Regions from separate parts of the Mus musculus genome. Here all the other regions are linked to region 2. Evidence: chromatin contacts called from public promoter capture Hi-C data. All regions are on one chromosome and are shown on one strand. The core of a region is the stretch at or near the end of the contact, and the rest is flanking DNA. Distances in the headings are between cores, read along the strand shown. Region 1 holds the start of Prxl2a (peroxiredoxin like 2A). Region 2 holds the start of Ccser2 (coiled-coil serine rich 2). Region 3 holds the start of Tspan14 (tetraspanin 14). Region 4 holds the start of Sh2d4b (SH2 domain containing 4B).

Evidence for each region. Promoter capture Hi-C pulls out the DNA fragments that hold promoters and counts their contacts.
Region 1: a contact with region 2 is called in a promoter capture Hi-C map of pre-B cells. The contact joins the promoter of Prxl2a here to the promoter of Ccser2 in region 2. A contact is called at or near these places in 4 of 39 promoter capture datasets (cranial neural crest, liver, maxillary cranial neural crest and 1 more).
Region 3: a contact with region 2 is called in a promoter capture Hi-C map of pre-B cells. The contact joins the promoter of Tspan14 here to the promoter of Ccser2 in region 2. A contact is called at or near these places in 2 of 39 promoter capture datasets (cranial neural crest and pre-B cells) and 4 of 484 Hi-C or Micro-C datasets (the Ba/F3 cell line, the MNK3 cell line, natural killer cells and 1 more).
Region 4: a contact with region 2 is called in a promoter capture Hi-C map of cranial neural crest. The contact joins the promoter of Sh2d4b here to the promoter of Ccser2 in region 2. A contact is called at or near these places in 2 of 39 promoter capture datasets (cranial neural crest and pre-B cells).

The regions. Positions count from the first base shown.
Region 1 is chr14:41,012,256-41,015,864 of GRCm38.p6, forward strand. It overlaps Prxl2a (peroxiredoxin like 2A), which reads right to left and starts at 1,578. Exons shown (of 6, transcript NM_027464.4): 1 at 1,443-1,578.
Region 2 is chr14:36,966,989-36,970,134 of GRCm38.p6, forward strand. It overlaps Ccser2 (coiled-coil serine rich 2), which reads right to left and starts at 1,776. Exons shown (of 11, transcript NM_027045.1): 1 at 1,554-1,776.
Region 3 is chr14:40,965,535-40,968,649 of GRCm38.p6, forward strand. It overlaps Tspan14 (tetraspanin 14), which reads right to left and starts at 1,362. Exons shown (of 9, transcript NM_145928.2): 1 at 1,242-1,362.
Region 4 is chr14:40,891,696-40,894,962 of GRCm38.p6, forward strand. It overlaps Sh2d4b (SH2 domain containing 4B), which reads right to left and starts at 1,619. Exons shown (of 8, transcript NM_177816.4): 1 at 1,087-1,619. The coding sequence starts at 1,270.

The DNA.
Region 1 (3,609 bases), core at 328-2,827, 4.0 Mb after region 2:
TTCAAAGAAGCAGATAGCCAACTAGCAGGAGAGTTGCTTTTAATCTGGGATACTAATGAAATCGTATGCACCTTAAAATTCCAGACCTCACCAAACAAACCTTCTGGTGCCACACAAGCTTGAAATGATCATTGCAATCCCAGCAATCAGGAGGCAGAGACAGGGGGACTGCAAATTCAAAGAAAGCCTCCGGGAAATTCAAAGCTACCCTGAACTACATAAGGCCCACCCCCTCAAGAAGAAAAGGGGAAAGAGGTGGGGTAGAGTGCTTTGTACCCCTTCAGGGACAACACAAAGGGTCTCAGGTAAATGCCATCCCTTATAAGGAAGGACACCAAGGAAAGGTCGGACGAGAAGAACCAAGTTGCATGAGCCTGGACCAGCCATGTTTCACATTAGCAAAATGGGAACAATTTCCTAATCACCTTCTACAGAGATGAATCACTGAAGATGCTATAAGCTCTTTGCAAAGACTGCCAGAGATGTTAAATTCTTACTTATTTCTGGATTACTCATTGATCACCCCAAATATTTGAAACAAAGGATTTTCTGATGAGTATCTTGTGAGGACCCAGATTCTATTAGCAGGGCTCCATGACAAGCAGGAGGATTTCTGGGTTTGGGGCCAGCCTGGTCTACAGAATGAGTTCCAGGATAGCCAGAGGTACACAGAGAAACCCTGTCTCGAAACAAAACATCCAATGAGTATTTTCTTTTCACATAAATCATTTACCAAGTTCCAAGACAAGAAATGTTGAAGTAAAAATAAAACCAAAAATCTAGGTAACAGGGCTGTGAAAACATTGGAGGCACGGTGGCAGCGAGACTCGGATTGTCACCTTCCCATGCAAACCCTGCCAGGTTGGACCTTAACTTTGCTCTCCCTTGGGCCATTTTCACCAACTCCAACAACCTAACAATTCGGAGGATGGGCTGTCCTGGAGCTCTGATTATCTCATTACCACACCTCAGCAGCGGTTTGAAATTTACAACGGAGCTTTCTAAGGCAAAGGTTTGTAACCCTTAGAAGAGAAGGAGGAGCAGGTATCTCAGAGACTTCCTCACAGGACACCCCAATACCGAAACTGGATAGCCACGGCCACCCCTGGCAGCCTTCAGCCTAGCCCATGTTGGGTGGATGCCCCTTCCTGAGAGGTGGGCAAACGTTTTTGTTTTTTTTTTTTTTTCCTTCAGTTCTCTGTCCCAACAATTCAAACATCTGGGTGGGCAAGAGTTTTTCTGTCCTCTGTCCCAACGATTCAGACTGCTGGGTGCCGCCAGCGCCATTCCGGGACAGGGGTCTCTGGGCCCCAAGCGTGGAGTCTGTCCTGATCGCTGTGGTGGGCTGAGGGCACATCGGAGAGCGGTACCTGGAGAGGATCGGGTCACATCCTCTATCCAGCATCTAGTCTCCGCGGTCCCTGGCCTGCCTCGATCCTCACCTGCGCCCCAAGGACCCCGCCTCCGTGGACCTCACTGGCCCCTGAGCTGCGCCAGCGGACGCAGGTGCCTCCTCGGTTGTAGTGCAGTTTTGAGGGCGGGTGAGACTAAGGTCTCCCCGCGCCTGCGCAGCTCAGCGCCTACGCCACCACGCCACTTTCACGTGACAGACACGCCCCCGCAGCTCCAGACTGGGGACTGGGTAGAACTGGGTCGCCTTCGGGCACTTCTTTGCTCGCTGATTTCCACGGAGCTAGTTTGGAACTAGCGTGGCTTTGTGGGGTAGATGTCCCAGCGTCCATCTTCACCCCCAAATGCTGGTTATTAGAATGAAGAAAACCAGCTGAGAACTGGCTCTAAGGATAATACCAGCTCCTCTAGCTTCTTTGAGCAACCCTGTGACAGGCTTGTCTTAATACTCTAACGTGGTTGGTTGCTTAATGTAGCTCAGACTGGTCTGGAATTGTTCATCCTCCTGCCACAGTTCCCCAGGGGCTGGGATCACAGGCGTGCACCGCCATGCCTGGCTTTTACCCATTTTTCTCACTCCTGTAATAAGTGTTCATTACTGTCGTATCAAAGCTGTAGTCAAAAGAAACAGGATTAACTCACAGAATAGTTAAAGGTGGGGGAGTGGGAGACAGTCAGAAAGAGATCACAGAGCAGTTTGCAAAGAAGTATTACAGCAGCCAGACAGGCACGCTGGTCAGAAGTGGTCATCTGTCCTGTGTGCATTGGGGGTATCCACCTGTGTGGGACTTGACACCTGGCCAGAGGACTAGGCTGTCCTAGTACATCTTTACCTTCCCCTCATGTTTCTCACTGTAAGAAGCAAGACTCTTGCTATGTAATAACAAATTCAAGAGACTAAGGAGGGTAAGACAGTTTTTATTTTACTATCTTGTAGAACTGTGTGTTACCCTAGACAAAAAGTTAAAAGGGGGTGGGGTGGGGGATGGGGATGGAGACCCCGCCCTGCTTTCCTGTTATGTAGGTAGTCAGGAGCTGCCCTAATTAGGGTTATTATTGTTATGATGAAATACCACGAGCAAAAACCAATTGGAGAGGAAAGGGCTTATTTGGCTTACACTTCCACATCATAGCCCATCTCTGAAGGAAGTAGGGTAGGAACTCAAACAGGGCAGAAACCTGGCAACAGAGCTGATAAACAGACTGTGGAAGGGTGCTGCTTGGTGGCTTGCCTACATTCTGATTTTATGAAGGCGTTTTCTCAGTCCCTCCTCTCCAGACTCCAGCTTGTGTCAGGTTGACATAAAATTAGCTATTCCAGCAGTCAACTAACTTTCCACCCTATGGTAAACAGAGACAAATACGCGTTATCTGACAGCTGGGAAAGAGCAGAGTCCTTGTGCCTCCTGATAGATCGGAATGATGTACTTCTGATACTCAGAACCTGGAGCTAGGCTGGTAGGCAGCAAGCTGCAGGGAGCCTTCTATTTCTGCCCACCAAGGCCCTGAGATTCCAAGCCTGTACTCTTGCAATCAGTCTGGATTTTTACTGATACCAAGGGTTTGAAATCAGTGCTTTTACCTGCTGAGCCATATCCCAAACCCAGGAGATGGTCGGTCATCTCTGAGCAGTGTTCCCCCAACCCTGTTCACCTGGGAAACACCTAGTATCCAAAGGCTTTCCAGATCTTCCTCCAACCTCACATTCCATATAAATATATGGCAGGATTCAACTCAGAGAGTCTGTTGAGGGAGCTTTCCTGAGCCATAGTATATGCATCTTTGTTTCCCTGCTGGGATCCCAGAGCCTGGTCCTGGAATAGCACCCAGATATACTGGGGAGGTTCATGAAAGAGAAAAGGTCTAAGCTGAGAGTGGTCATTAGCCTGAGAGATCTGACCTTTCACAGAAAAGATTTAGTGTAATTCGGTACCGCGTGAGTGTGCTTATAAAATGCCAATTCACCTCCACTCTCAGAAGACTTTTCTAACATGCACCTCATTTCTTACTATGTATCTGGCCTGAAATAGGAGCATTGGCTAAAGGTGAGGATTCCCAGGGGTTGCTACTGTAATTAAAACAGAAAGCCAGTTCTTGGAGACATGGACACTCAGAACTTGATGGTTAATGATTATGGTTAATGCCATCTGGTTATGAGCAGTAGAATTCTAGGGTGGGGGATACTAAGAGTCTGCTGTA
Region 2 (3,146 bases), core at 526-3,025:
ATCGTCTGTGAACTGCAAACAGTCCCATGGAGAGGACATGTGTAACTGTAGACGAAACGAGAACGCAGACAAGCACCAGAAACTGGAAAAGACTGAAGGAATTCTAACCATGAAATTAAAATTCTCTTCTTCACCCACAATAGTAAAAGCAATATGGCAACAAGCAAAAAGATTCTACCTGAGGGAAGGTAGAATAAAAAAGTTCCTGCGCGAAGGGCGGCTTCTGGCTTTCTTGTTATGACGTATTAAAGAAACAGAACAAATTACAGGTTAAGGGTTGTTAAGTATTTTTAACCTAGAGACTGAGGTCAGTGTTGCTGAGAACAAGGAAGAAAACCACCATATAAGAGAAGAGCAATGCACTCTAACAAATTAAGAGAGACAAACATTAATAAAGTCTGGAAAGAAGACTGACTTCATCCAATGCAAACCCTTCATCAACGTTTACATCCCTTACCAATTATACACTATACATTTTAACGCATACTTTATAGTTATCCTTTGCATTAAATTTGATTCCAGTTTTTTAATCTAAATGATGATACTTTAATCAACTGTCTAAATACATATGTCTCACTAATACTTAATGTTCTTGACCCCCCCAAAAAAAATGCTTTTTCAAACGGCTACTCTGAAAAAAAAAAAAAAAGGTAAATGCTTATTCTCATTCATAACCGTCCTCCCCCAGCTTGGGTTTTTTGAGACAAGGTCCAGGTAGTTTTTGCTATTCTGAAGCTTGCTATGTAGACTAGGTTAGCCTGGAACTCACAGAAATCCACCTGCCTCTGCGTCCTGAATGCCAGGATAAAGGCGTGAACCACCTGGTTTTTCTCTCTCCTTAAGTGAAACAGGGCATTCCAATCTTGAACGGCGAAGAGTCTGTGCACTAGTCATTTCCATGGCTAAGGCCTATTTTATGATCAGCAAACCTAATTGGCTAGGTAGCCAGCAAAGATGAATTTGCAATTATTGAAATTCAAAATCAGGCTTTACGAGCAACGACCACCTCAAATGGATTGCCCCCTCCCTTTACTTTGTCAAGAAAGTAGGTACATTTTTAAAAAAAATGTATAAAAATAGACGTCCAAAAGAGGGAGAGGAGGGGCGTAAAGCACCTGAACCTACAGACGCCCCGTAATCCACCAAAGTTCTCAAGACGTGTTTTAGGGCGTGTCTTTGTTTTGACTCAGTGATTTAAAAAAAAAAAAAAAAAAAAAATCCCACTCATTCCGGGCTCTCAGGTACTTTCCCTCACCAACGCGAGCATCCAGGCTTTGAAATCCCAGGGCATCTCTGCCTCGCCCTGATTTCCCGGTGCAGGAAGGCTGCAGCCCGGGCATCCCGCGGCCCCTTCCCGTCACAGCACCACCGAGCAGGGGCATCCGGCCTGCCCGCTGCACAGCAGGCGGCTCGGGAGAGGGGGCGGGGGCTCCGAGGGTCGTCCCAGAGCGCTGCTGGCCAAGGACACCCGGCCCTCCGTCCGCCCGCGCTGCGCCCCGGAGCCAGGCAGCCTCGGGCGCCCCGAGACCCCGGCCCTGACCCCCGACTCTCACCGTGCGGAGGTCGCGTTGCCTCCTCGGCCGCGGCCCGGCTGCCGGTCGCCCAGCGACCTGCCCGCCCGAGGATGGGAGAGAGGCGAGAGGCAGTTCCGTCACATCCCGGTCTGTCCAGCCGCCTGCCCCGCAGCAGCCAGCATCGCCTCCTCGGCCTGCGGGAGCGCCGGACTTCACCGACGCCGCGCCCCCTCCCTAGGCCGGCACCCTCCTGGACTCCGCCCTCCAGGGCCCTCGCACTACGCGTGCGCGGCCCCGCCTCCCGGTCTGTCCTTGCGCAGGCGCGAGTCTCACTGGACTAGACCCCGCCTCCGGGCCCGCCCCAACCTCGCGCCAGCCGTTCGCAGGCTCCGCCCTGATCCACTGACCTTGCCTTTTTACCCCCTGACTCAGGTCTTTTCCTGGCTTGAACCTTTCACTCCGGTCTCTTGGCTGGATTCAAATGTGCAGCTTGACCACAACCAAACCTGTCAGCTCCGGCTCCAGTCTGACAGGAGTGATCTGAACACTGGAGCAAGCATGACTTCCCCACTTTACGTCTTGTTTTGGCCTGACTGTGGCTGGCTATGCCTCAGCCGTGCATACTGAATCTGAGCGGAGATTGCGATAAAACACTGAGAGCTGAGAATTGGAGCTATTTTATGAGGCTGTGGATCCCAATCCCATTCCAAATGCCATCTCTCCCTCCTTCCTAGATGGTCAGACAAGTCGTTGAGAGTCACCATCATGAAAGCCTTCAGTATCTGGCTGTCTATTAAAAGCATTGACGGTGATATTTATCTGACCCTAGACTGCCTAGTCTCCTCACTAGCCCTAACAGCTCAACTGAAATTAATAATATTGAAAGAGAACTTGGAAAGTCTCCACCTGTCCTCCAGACCACTAACATAACCACTGTGGTAGGGGAGGAGACACTAGCGCCCCTCAGGCCATCAGACTGTTGAAACATTATACTCCAAATAATGTTTTAAATTTTAGGTATTTTCATCCTGGAGAAATGGAAACAACACTGAAGGCCTAGCGCTATCCAGAGAAGGAGCTTGCCTCCCAGGATTCGTAGCTCTGACAACTTCTCAGACCACTTTGCAAGATAGACCGGAGTGAGCCGAAACAGTGCTAGGTCAGTCCTATCACACCTTAACCAGGCAGGAGTGCTCAATTTACAACTATCTCTAGCTCTCTATATAGACTTAAACCTCTGGTCAGTACTCCTGACGGTGGACTTGGTGATAACTGTACCCTTTTGCTTCCTCCAATTCCCTATGTGGCCATAATGAGTAAATTTCCTTTTTACCTGTTTCATTATTACTTGTCTCTTTAATTGGTCAATAGAATAATGATAGGGAGACTTAATTTTGTGGATGATAATGTGTATCTTTAAAGTGCTGGAAAAGACTAGGGCTTCATGCAGTATGTTTCTTTTTAGATTAAGTAAATCATTAAGAGAGCAAACACCAGTTCCAGACCTCAGATTCAAACACAACACTCATGCGATGAGGTTGCTAAATATGCTTTGGACTTTACGCTACAATCTAAATTGAGAGATGGAAAAGAAGTGGCTCTCCACAGCTTGTCCTTGGGAGCTAGGCAAGA
Region 3 (3,115 bases), core at 112-2,611, 4.0 Mb after region 2:
TTTCCACCTCAAGAGACTGAGAAGAATCATGAATTCAAGGCAACCCTGGGTTACACAAGACCCTGACACCAAAAAAAAAAAAAAAAAAAAAAAAAAAAAAAGACTTGGGGACAGCTAAGGGAGGAGCCAGAGAGCAGAAGTCTGGGCTTCATTCTAAGGGTTTTAGGGCCCAGGAGGAGTTTTGAGAGAAAGGGTGTCTCCAGCAACCTCTGAGCTGTTAGAATGTGGGGCCCCAGATTTCCTTTCATAAATAAGGAAGCACTCAGCAGGCACCAACTTCTACTCAGAAGCCAAGGGGCTGTGTGGAAACTGTCCCTTGACAGCCACAACTGTGTAGGATTTGGCAGGCAACTGACCTAAATCCACCAGTCCGTTGGGGTGACCACCTAGAGAGCTGAGATCACACCTGCTACAGGCTCCAGCCCAGCGTCCTGCACACGCTGCCCAACACATCTCGATGTCCCAGAACACCAGTGTCCTGATACAGTCACCGTGGCTCTGCAACCAGCTCCGGGCAGGCACTGGCTGAAGACACTGAGTTCTGAGGATTCTGACTGCCTCTCACTGGAGACCAAGTTTCAGTCCTCCAGACAGGAGTTTCAGTGGTTCAGGGGCCGAAGTCCCCAAATGTGCACTCTGCCCACCCTCTGCACTGCACGCCCGGGAGGGAAGGGAATACAGGAGCTCCAACCTAGGCTGAGCCAGAATCACAACTTGGCCAAACCTCGGGCTAGGTCAGGGGTCGGGCTCTGCTCCCAAACACAGCCTTTAGCGACTAGCACCGAGAAGCCAGGATCGCCACCTCCTTAAACTCTTGCCGGACAGCGTGGGACCCCGCGACAGCGTGCACATTCAGGGTGGGTGGGGGCTGGGCGACCGTCCCCTCATCCGGGACCGGAGCTGAATAAAGAGCCTTCCGCTGGGTTCGCAGGTGAGGACCGACAGAGCCCAGGCAGCAGCCGGGAGCAGACACACCTTCCGGGTAGCCCGCCGCGCCTCCCACTCGATACAGCGCCCCAGTTCGGCTCAGCGGGGTCCCGGCCGCGGCCTCCAGAGCTCGCGGGCGGTCTCAGCAGACAAAGCCCGCGCCACCCGCGGGGCCGCCCCCGCCAGCCAAGGGAGTCCAGGGGCCGAGCAGGAACGCGGGGAGCAGCCGCTGTCCCGAGAGGACGCTCACGAGGGCCGGCCCGAGACAATAAAGACAGGCCCGACGCTTCAGCGAGGCCACGCGTTCTACTTACCCGGGCGCGGCAGCAGCGGCGGCAGCACGGCCCGGTTGGCCGAGGAAGTTAGAGCAAGTTCAGCAGCTCCGAGCGGGAGGGCGCGACTCGGGCCGTCCGAGCGGCGGGGGCGGGGCGCGGAGGGGCGGGGCCGCGGCGAAAAAAGAGGCGCCGCTTCCTCGCACCGCTCAGCCGCCCAGTGCGTCTGGCGCACCCAAGCCCCGCCCCCGCTCTTTGCTCCTCCCCATGCAGGAACCGCCCCATCTTTCGCTCCTCCCCCCCACCCAGGCCTGGCTCTCACCGCTCGCTCCGCCCCACTGTGCTATCAGCCCACATCCCACCGCTGATTGCCCCTCCCACATTGATCACCACGCCTTCTCTACGCCCCGCCTGTGTTCCGCCCCCGGGTCGCCGTGCTCCACCCCCTACCGTGCACCCCGCCCTACAAATGGTCATCCATAGGTAATGAGGCGGATCGCTGACCCGCCCCTTTGTCCGGCTCTGGGCGGTGCCCCAAACGGGATTTACCCGGTTCCGCCCTCTCTGTGGCTCCCGGACGCTGGCGAAGTCGATCGCTTGTGGCCGCAGAGTTGAGCGCTCGGCCAAGTTACGCCGCGCAAATGCTCCTCTGGTATTAGCTCTTAACCCGGCGGGAGCCGAGCCAGGGAGAAATGCGAGTTACAAGATGCCTGTGTCAAGGGATGCTCGAGGTGGCTGAGAGGTGGAAGAAGATTGGTGAAATGGCTGGTTTTAAGATGGAAGGCATTCCTGCCCAGCCTTGGGAGCCAGTGTGTGCGGGTAGTTTTCTAGAAACGGTGGTTGAGATTTCTTTACAGCTGAGCCGTAAACACTCGCTCCTTCCAGTCTCGGTGCTAAAAATACCAAGCTTCCTTTGGATGTCCTGCTGAGATTTGCTCATCACCTTTATGCTGAGGAGATGGCTGGGCTGATTCTTGGAAGTGGAAGGTCACAGGACAGGCAGATAGATTTACAGTGCTGTCCACACTGCTGTGATAAAAAGGCCGATCTCGTCCCAGCCTAGATCTGCTTGTCAATAGAGCAAAGCATAACCTTGTCCTGCTTGGTAAACTCGTGTAGATTTGCGGGAGCTGAGGGACAGATCTGCTCCTCTTGGGCTATACAAAAGTGGCATAAGACTGGGGCTATGTTTTTAACACACGCAGCCAACAGGTTAAGTTCATTGTAAAGAGAAAAAGAAAATCTGGAAATAGAATGTACCTTTCTGCTGCTAGTTGTGGTTATTTAACAATGGGGATGTAGCCTGTTTCTAGAATATGCCAGATAGCTCAAGGACCTCTCTGGCAAGGAAACCTGTCCATATTGTCACCTCTAACTAACCAAAATGCATGATTGGGTGTCTGATGTGTGGGCACCAGGTCTTGAATTATCCTGGGGAGTGCAGCAGCCTGAAACCTCTCCCTCCACATAGTTACTGTTTAGTAGAAAAGACAAATCATTTCAAGATGAAATCAATGCTGAGACAAGACAAAAGCCCAGGGATAAAGTGAGCATGTGGAAGGGAAAGGTGAGAGAGAGATTGATGTTGAAACTGAAAGCAAAGGAGTGAAGAGTTAGAAGAGGGGGTGGGGGGTAGGGGTGGCAGTTGGTCCAGAAAGTACAAGTGGAGAGCAGAGGTGCCAAGGCTTTGATAAGAGCCACGCTCTGATGCGTCAAGGAGCTCAAAGAAAACTAGATGGCTATTGTCAGGCTACTGGGGATGGAGTGAAGATCAAGACCAGGACAGAACAGGCCTACACACTGTGTCAAAGGACTGAGTATCTTTTGTTGTTGTTTTTTGTTTTTGTTTTGTTGTTGTTGTTTAGTTAAGCCTTTGAAGGGTTTATGGAAAAGACCAGCATTCTAATTTGCTGCTG
Region 4 (3,267 bases), core at 369-2,868, 3.9 Mb after region 2:
CTATAAACACAACCCACAGCATCCTCTCACATGAAGACGTGGGCTGTGGAGTACACTGTGGGCTGTGATATAGAGTAGAGACCTAAGCTGAGAATCAGAGTCTATATGCCAGGGAGGAAGGACCTAGTTATCTTCAATGTATTCTGACTAGAACTGCTATTGAGGGTGAAAGTATAACAAAGTAAAAACAGAATTCTAGGCCTTTAGGCCCAGGCTTGGGAATGTGGCCTTTGTAAAGGTATGCTAATCATAAAACAGATAGCGACATTCCTCCACCCACCCACTTCCTGGGTTCAAAGAGTGCTCATTCAAAGAAAGTCACCCTGACCATTACCAGAACCTGCAATGCAAATGTGCTATAGTTAGGGGCTCTTAGAAGCTGTCTTGAGAGTTAACAATTACCAGGTATTCCTTGTGACTCTTAACTGGTATCTTTGGTATCTTCCAACAACGCCCTCCCCACTTCCTTGAGTTGTGGTTTCTTCCTTTAAATACCCCCTTACCCAGCTACTCGGGCCGCCGTGGTCCTCTACCCCTGCGTGGTGTATGACTGTGGGCCGGAGAGCGCTCTTGAATAAAAATCCTCTTGCAGTTTGCAACAAGACCGTTTCTTGTGGGGGATTTTGGGGTGTCGCCTCTCCTGAGTCAGAACGTGGGAGAGTCCTCACTTTGTGGGTCTTTCAAGGGTAGAGAATATGCCCTTGGTCTGGGCATATACCTTACTAGTAGAGTACACAAAGCCTCAGACTCAATTCCCAGAATCAGAAAAAGAAAGAAGACAATGGTCTCTGTTATGCACCATGCAATTGTCAAGCATCAGATTCCACAGCGCCTTCTTTGAAGTGAGGAAGTCTACACTTCCCCAGCCCATCTGAGTCCTGCATAGTCCCTGCCACATTCTTCTATAATCCTGGTTGGAAACCCAAGCTAGTGGGACTAAAGGCCCCAGCACAAGGCTTCCAAATCCCCAGTCTTTATCACACTAGTGCCCATACGAAAGGAGAACCCAGCCTTGACTCGTTAACTTTCTCATTATTAGTTAAGATTTGGTGACCCGCCCCCCACCCCCACCCCCAAGCCACATACCTCTCTTGACCTTTGCGGGCCTCAGGCCCTCTGCCTGAGCCAGGGCATCCCACGCCTCCCGTTCCCTCCATCGCCGCAGCTGCTCCTCTCGCATCTTATAGAAGAGGATGTGCTTCTGCACATCGCTGAGCTCGGCCAACAGCTCCGGGTCGATGTACATGTCCTGCAGGATCTGCTGCAGCATGATGCTGTGGGGGACGCACACCGGAGTGCAGCCAGTCAGAACTCCAAGGCTACACAAGATCCCTGGGCCAGGCCAGCGCCTTGAGCCAATTCTGCCCTAGCTCCTCACTTTGGAGTCACTCCAGATGACCTCTCCTTGGACAGCATCTTTGTCCTGTCTCAGCTCCCAGCCAATGATGGATTCATATCGGCCAGGACAGCATTATTCACCCAAGCAGCAAGAACCAAGGGGCTCTGAGAGGTAGCAGAGGCAGAGAGCTGTCTAGTCCTGGCTTCCTATTAAGATCACTTATCATTAAATTACCACATTTCAGCAGTGTTGTGGCTTCACCTGGGGTTTCTACAACAATAAGGCTCCAAACATCTGCTCAGACCCAAATCCACCTGGGTCGGGAGGTGTCGAGTGATCTGTTAGTGGAAGGTAACAATGACACCAGCTGTATCAGTGACACTGGCCCGGCCAGCTGAGAACTGATCCCTCCCCTGCAGATAAGAGGGGGTGGGGAAGAAGTTGTTTGCCTACTAATTCCATGTCTTTTGAGCCAATGTCAGAGGCCTATGCAACTTTCAAAAGCTTCTGGGACCCCAGGTGCCACAACTGTATCTGCTTCACCATGAGCAACCTTCCTCATTTCAGGGCACCTGGAAGATAATGTTATTACTTCTTAAAGTGCCTTGGGGAGGAAATGCCTTCCCTCCTATCTGTTTTGGATTCAAACTGGCGAACAAAATGGAATCAGTAGAAGAAATGTAGGGGTTATTACCTTACCACAGTGCTCATGACCATAAAGATGACATCATTTCCTTTCCCTAGAGCAGACTTTTAAACTCTGCATGTGCTTAAAGACAGGCCTCCCCAGTGGGCCATTTGGGAGGTTGTTGTTGATATCTTTGTTGTCCAAGTCCTTGCTAGTCTGCTTTAATACAAATGTCCAGGCTTCTGCTTTGAGGTGGGTAGGAGCTGCTCTTGCTGAGACCCGAGGCTCCCTTTCTAATAAGCTTGCTTGCAGAGCTGTTCATAGGTGTCCTTTTATCCAGACAGGAAAGCCCAGGAAGGTAGTGCATGCCTCGGGCTATGCAGCCAGTAGGCTGCCGCAGCAGCGCTCCACCCAGATTTCAAATTTGACATCCTCTTCGTAGTTTAAAGCTGCAACCCTATCCGGAGAAAACAGGCAAGATCTGGCACTGTGAGCAGGTTGGATTGGTGGTATCAGTTTCTCCACTTCCCTAGGGATGGAAGAGGGATCCGGAAACCAAGAGAAATGGTAGAGACCCGGAGTCTGAATCTGTCTCTCTCTGCAAGACTGACACAAAAGTAAGCAGAACCAAGCGGAGTCTCTCCAGTTAAGCCCACAGGGTCAAAAACGAATGTGGCAGCCAGACACCCTCCTCTCAGGCCAGTCCCTTTTCCTCTCTCAAGCCGGTTTTGGTCGGCGTTTTATCCCAGGCAATAGGGAAGCAAATTGGGACACTGGTGAACCAAAGGCAGGAAGGACATCTAGCCTCTGTGTCCCCAGATTCTTAAAAGAACAGGATAGAAGGCAGAGAAAACACTATTAAAAGCAGAGGAATGGTTCCAGGCCTTTGAAAGCAGTGGCGTCCTGGGATTTGTAAACGAATAGGAGAAATTACTCCATTAGTGCTACTGAGGCTCTGTTTGCGGGGGAGGAGCGCTCCCTAGCAATCCCAGGTCAGTGGGGCAGGAGGCCAATTGATACCAAATACGTGAACCTGACCCAGCCACGGGCTGTGTCAGATTTCTGGAACACTAAGGGGGCGGTTCCGCCACTCTGGGCTCCTTGAGTGCTCTTATCCACGTGTTCCTGGAAGCTGCGTCTGGCTTGGCGCGCCCCCTGCCGACCGAACTGGACCACAACCCTAGCACTGCACGCCAGGTGCAGCCGGACTGGAACGCAGCAGCATCTTCAGACAGGTTATATTTTGGTTTTATTTTTCATTGGCCGAAGTGGTCCCTGTTGCAAACTGACGCCGTTTCTT